Linked DNA regions of Sus scrofa: region 1 is linked to region 2. A link is a contact called in public promoter capture Hi-C data. All regions are on one chromosome and are shown on one strand. The core of a region is the stretch at or near the end of the contact, and the rest is flanking DNA. Distances in the headings are between cores, read along the strand shown. Region 1 holds the start of UBAP2 (ubiquitin-associated protein 2). Region 2 holds the start of UBAP1 (ubiquitin associated protein 1).

Region 1 (2,700 bases), core at 15-2,514, 130 kb before region 2:
TGATGATGGAATCACGCAATCAACTCCCAGAGAGAACAAGGATGAGACCAGAGTGGTGAGAACAGTGGTGGCACGTGAGGTGCGAGGACAACTAATTAGACTGAAAACCCTGGGGGAAAAGTGGAAAGCCAAGTGAAAAGTGATTCAGCGGCAAAGAAAACTGAGATGCAATGCACCAATGGAAGAGTAACATTTTGAATAGTATTCTAAGAGTGCTTTAGTTTACAAAGCTCTTGCAAACCTACACTAAAGAACAACTGTGACACGGCCAGACTACAGGAACTGGGAACGTGGAGGAAAACTGAGTCCTAAGTGTCTGACACCAAAACCTTCCCGAATGAAGAGGAGAAGTGGAACTGCACTAGCCTCTGGGTAGCCGGGAAAGGCGAGAGAGCGCAGAAGTAAGGCTCTGAAATATCTAGTCCCAGGTCTAGCGACAGGCATGAAAACGGAAAAGTGGTCGGTCGGCGACAGCGTGGCGCGGGAGCTCCAGCGGACAGGCAAGGGAGGGACAACGGTGGGAGAGAAAACCACACCCTCCAGGGCAGAAACCCGACCGGGGGGAGGGGAAGGCGCCCCCTGGGGCTGGGTGGGGCCGGGACGACAAGCGTTGGGGTAGGCAGGAAGGAGCCCCGGACAACCCGCGGGAGAGAGGAAGGACTGCACCAGGCCTGGGCAAACTGAGGACGCGTGAAACCAGCGAGGGAAGCTCGGCCCGCTTTCACGGGTGGGCGCTGGGGCACTATGAAGAAGGTTGGAGAAAAGAAGAACAGAAGCCAGGACTACCGGGCGCAAGCTGCAGAGCTCAGGGACCTGGACCGGGGAAGGTGAGAGAAGGTGCCAATTACCGCTGCTGCTCTCGCTGGACTCGGGACCCGCTGCTGCTGCTGCCGCTGCCGCTGCCGCTTGCCGCTGCCGCTGCCGCCGCCGCCGCCGCCGCTCGTTACCTGCCAATGTGCCTCTTACAAAGCGGCGGCGGCGGCAGAGGCTGCTCGGCCCGTCACGTGACCTCTACGTCATGGGCGAAGGAGGAGCCACTACAAGTCGCTCGCCCGCGGCTCGTCATCAACCCGCCCACAGAGCGCGTCGCTCTCACTAACCAACCCCCCGTCATGCCCTCCAGACTGGGCCAGCATGGTTGAGGCAGGGGGAGGCACGCAGATGGAGCCAACAAGGGCGAGTTTACGCAGTTTCTCGTACTCGGAGTTGTTAGGGACGTGCTAGCTCCCGCCTCCAGGAAGCCCACAAGTGCAGCTCGTTGTCGCGCTGTGATGACCTCACAAGGCACCACAGGTCGCTGCCTTGCGGCCGCCTTCCTCTCATCACGTGAAGTGGTCCAACCACTCAAGAAGACCCTAGCCTGCCAAGCGTTGCGCCAGGGCACTACGATTCTCAACTTGCTGCACAGCAAAGCCATCTACCACCACATCCTTTCCCTCGTGGCTTCATGGATGGTGCGGCTGTGACTTCGGACCGAGGGAAGGCCGAGACGGAAAGCGGACAGGGCAGGCATCTGAGACTAATGCTAGTGAGCGGCCCCTGCTAGGCAGCTGAGCATGATTCCTGCTGGGAGATGTAGTCGCCGTGGGAGGTGGGGTTCGGCTACCACCTTCCCGAGCCGGCGCTCTGCCCCGCCCCCCTGCGCGGGAAAACACCAACGGCTCGCGGAGATATCCGTTGCACCCAGCTGGCTTCCCAGGGAACCTCCACCGGAGTGGGAAGGCCCCGAGGCTTACGTCCTACGAAACGTGGGCTCAAATTATGCAGTCCCAAGCCCCTTATGCGTGAAAAGACTAACATTTCTAGAAAGCCTACTCGTCAGCCGTTTATACAACCAGTTTTATTAAGTCGTAAAGTCAACCCTTTGAGGCTGGGATTGTCCCGGTTTTAAGCAAAGAGAAAGGATCAGGGAGGTTCAGTTGTTAACTGGCTGAGGAGACCCAAACCAGATTATCTGTCTCCTAATAATGAATAACCTGCCTCTCAAAATGACCTCACCTGTTAAGCATAAAGAAGGAGCTAATGGTTTATAATTGTAGCAGAGTATTTTAGAGTATGTTCTCAATTACTGGACGGTTGACCCTCAAAGGCAGTATCTAAGGACTTTGGAATCCAGCAGGCCTTACCTCGATTTGAGCTTTCCTTTGTGATAACACCGCTTCACCAGGTTGTGAAATAAGATTATGTAAAATACCAGATTGGCACAGAATAAACCCTCAATAAATATTAGCGATTATTTTCACACCCTGCATGTATCCTTGGGCACCATAGGTCCAAGATGAAAAGGGAATTAGCACATACTGATCTTTGTATGGGGCACTCTACGAGTTACTAACTTGCCAGGTACTAATAGACTTGTAGGTTAAAGTACTTGATGCAAAACACTTGAATCCTTAATAGCCTGCTCAGTTCAAGGGAAAACTTTGTTTTTCATCTGAATTGATCAAGAATGCTCAGGCTGTGCCTTTAACAAATAGAACTTATTATCATGACCATTCATGTGTAGATGTATCTTATCTCTCTTTTTACAGTGAGCTAGCGTTGTATATAGTCAGTTTAGTCTTCCTTCTTTTTGTATTTCTGCTGTATAGAAATGTGTGGGAGAGGAGTTCCCATCTTGGCACAGCAGAAACGAATCTGACTGGGAACCACGACGTTTCGGGTTCAATCTCCGGCCTCATTCAGTGGCCTAAAAATCCG
Region 2 (2,700 bases), core at 119-2,618:
GGTCCAAGTTAGATCCCTAGCCTGGTGCAGTGGGTTAAGGATCCTGAGTTGCCTCAGCTGTGGCAGAGGTTACAGGTGTGGCTGGGATTCAATCCCTGGCCTGGGGAACGTACCTATGCTGCAGGTGCGGCCATTAAAAAAAAAAAACAACAACAAACTACTGCACTTTTCAAGTTACAATTATCTTCTCTGGAGTTCTGGAGAGAAAACAGGGCTGAAGAATTGGATATGAGACTGTACACATACTTTACTACTTCACTAAAAAACTGTAGAGGAGTTCCCGTCGTGGCTCAGTGGTTAACGAATCCGACTAGGAACCATGAGGTTGCAGGTTTGATCCCCGGCCTTGCTCAGTGGGTTAAGGATCTGGCGTTGCCATGAGCTGTGGTGTAGGTTGCAGACGCGGCTCGGATCCGAGTTGCTATGGCTCTGGCGTGGGCTGGCGGCTACAGCTCCAATTGGACCCCTAGCCTGGGAACCTCCATATGCCGAGGGAGCAGCCCAAGAAATGGCAAAAAGACAACAAAAAACTGTAGAGATGTAAATCTTTCTTAATCCTTTACTAAAAAGTAAATTTTTTTTGTGGTGGAGGCTGGGTCTATGGCATTCAGAAGTTCTGTCGCCAGGGATCTAACTCTGTCACAGGGGTGACCTGAACCACAGCAGGGACAAGGCTTGGATCTTAACCACTAGGGAACCAGGGAACTCCCAAAAGTCGATTTTCCAGAGCAATTGAATCCATTATACTCTGACTTTTTCTAGAGTTAACTGTTTATGCTTCTTTATCTTCCACCAATTAGGAACTTTTGGGAACAAAGATTTATCTTACTCAGTTATGAACCTCCATGCACTTGATTCCAGAACTCCAATAAGCGCAGAAGGAAGTAAACATTTGGGATTGGATTACCTGGTTTAAATTCCTTTGAAAGTCAGAACTGGAGGGAGATTTAGAGGTCACCTTTCAACTCATTCGGTTGTAAACAGGAAAAGTGAGGCCCAGAAAGTATCATAGTACTTTGCACCAAGTCAATGACCCGGGGCCAGATGCCAGACATCCTTATTCCCAAATACATCTCCTTGGTAAACCTTTGTGCGTCCCTTGGAGATTGATGGGTCGCGGCTTCCCGCCTGGGCAACTTCTTTAACCCTGACGCGTTACCCTCTCAGAGACCCATCCCCTTTCCTCCCTCCTTTCTGGTCAGCAGGGTTCACTCATTCCTTCGAAACGCTCCAGACAGGAGTTGTTCAGCCCTAGGAGAGATTAGTCACTTTACCGACGACTCCTCCCATTGGCTCGAGGGGTGGAGCGCGGCGCCATGACATCAGACGCCGAAAGGGGCGGAGCCGTGAGAGGAAGGAGGAGGGAAGCGGGACTTCAACATGGCGGCTGTGGTACTGGCGGAGGCTACGGTGACGGCCTGGCCTGGGGCGGCCAGAGTTGGAGGTGGTGGCGTTCGCTCTCCCTAGGAGCCGTCAGGAGCTCAGCGGGGACCGAGCCTGGGAGGCCGGTCGGCGGCAGCACCTTTCGGCTTCTGGGACGGCAGAGGCGGCGGCGTTCAGGTGAGGGGGCCTCCCGCTGGGGGAGGGGGAGAGGGGCGGAGTTGGGGGAGGAAGCCGGTACTGGGAGACGGATGGGGGAGGGACAGGGAAGAAGCCGGAGGCTGAGAGGAATGAAAGGAGCTGCAGCCCAGGGGGGTGTGAGGGCGAAGGGGACGGAGATGGGTGACTTGGGGAGGATTCTGGGAGAAGGGTCGAAGTGAGGGGACCAGAGTTGAAAGGGCGGAGGGCAGATGGGTTGCGGGAAAATAAATGAATTCGGATTAAGGGGACTAATACCCTCCTGGAAAATAGTCGCGGTAGAGTGAGAGCGCTCCGTGGGAATTAGAGGATGTTGATGCGAGGGACCCAGGTGTTAGTAAAGGTGAGTGATAGGAAGTTGAGAGTAAACTGGGGACGTGAAATGCAGATTTAGTTCTCCTCGAGGCGGTGAGATTTGGGAGAAAGAGAGACCAGACCCGGAGTGCATGATCTTTGGGGGTATCTTTGACATTGTCTGGTCTTCTCCGGGTATGTTAACCTTGCTTCTTTTGTTTGTTTCTTGGGTGGAGACTTATCTATACCTGGGGTTCACAAACAGCCCCAAATCTTTCGTGGGGAACATCAAGTTATAGTTCATTTATTTGTTCTCTATCAGTGATCTCTGACCTTTGTGTTATAGCCACATGTTCTTGTTTCCAGACGAGCTTCTTAAATGTATGACTGGGCATAATACATTTTATATTAAGCTGAAATGAAATTTTGAGAGTTTTTAGACACCACGAGTGTTGTAAAACCAGGTTTGGTAATTTAGTGACCTATTAAATATATTCTAACTCGATTTACTAGTGCTTTCTCTTTTTTCCTCAGTTCTGATTATTAGAATTTGAGAATTTCGATAGATATGATGGATGTTTCTCTTTAGAATTTTGTTACATTTGATGATGTGAAAAACAGGGCACTTAGTTTTTAGTGATAGCCAGCTCTTTCTAGTTAATGTCCCAACCTAGTTAAACTGAAAGTTTCTATTATTTTGTGAAAAAATGTTAACTATCTAAAGTCTAGAAAAATTACATTGTATTAGCCTACTTTTTAAAGTGGAATTTTTTAAGTTAAATTTTCCTAATCCATCCTGTTCATTCTTTCTGTTATTTATTCAACACT

What was found. Promoter capture Hi-C pulls out the DNA fragments that hold promoters and counts their contacts.
Region 1: a promoter capture Hi-C map of liver shows a contact between it and region 2, with 4 times the contacts expected there. The contact joins the promoter of UBAP2 here to the promoter of UBAP1 in region 2. A contact is called at or near these places in 1 of 5 promoter capture datasets (liver), 1 of 47 Hi-C or Micro-C datasets (liver) and 1 of 2 datasets of contacts at active chromatin or transcription factors (alveolar macrophages).

Annotation. Positions count from the first base shown.
Region 1 is chr10:32,754,271-32,756,970 of Sscrofa11.1, reverse strand. UBAP2 (ubiquitin-associated protein 2) reads right to left here and starts at 1,264. Exons shown (of 28, transcript XM_021064693.1): 1 at 849-1,264.
Region 2 is chr10:32,624,702-32,627,401 of Sscrofa11.1, reverse strand. UBAP1 (ubiquitin associated protein 1) reads left to right here and starts at 1,368. Exons shown (of 8, transcript NM_001267841.1): 1 at 1,368-1,560.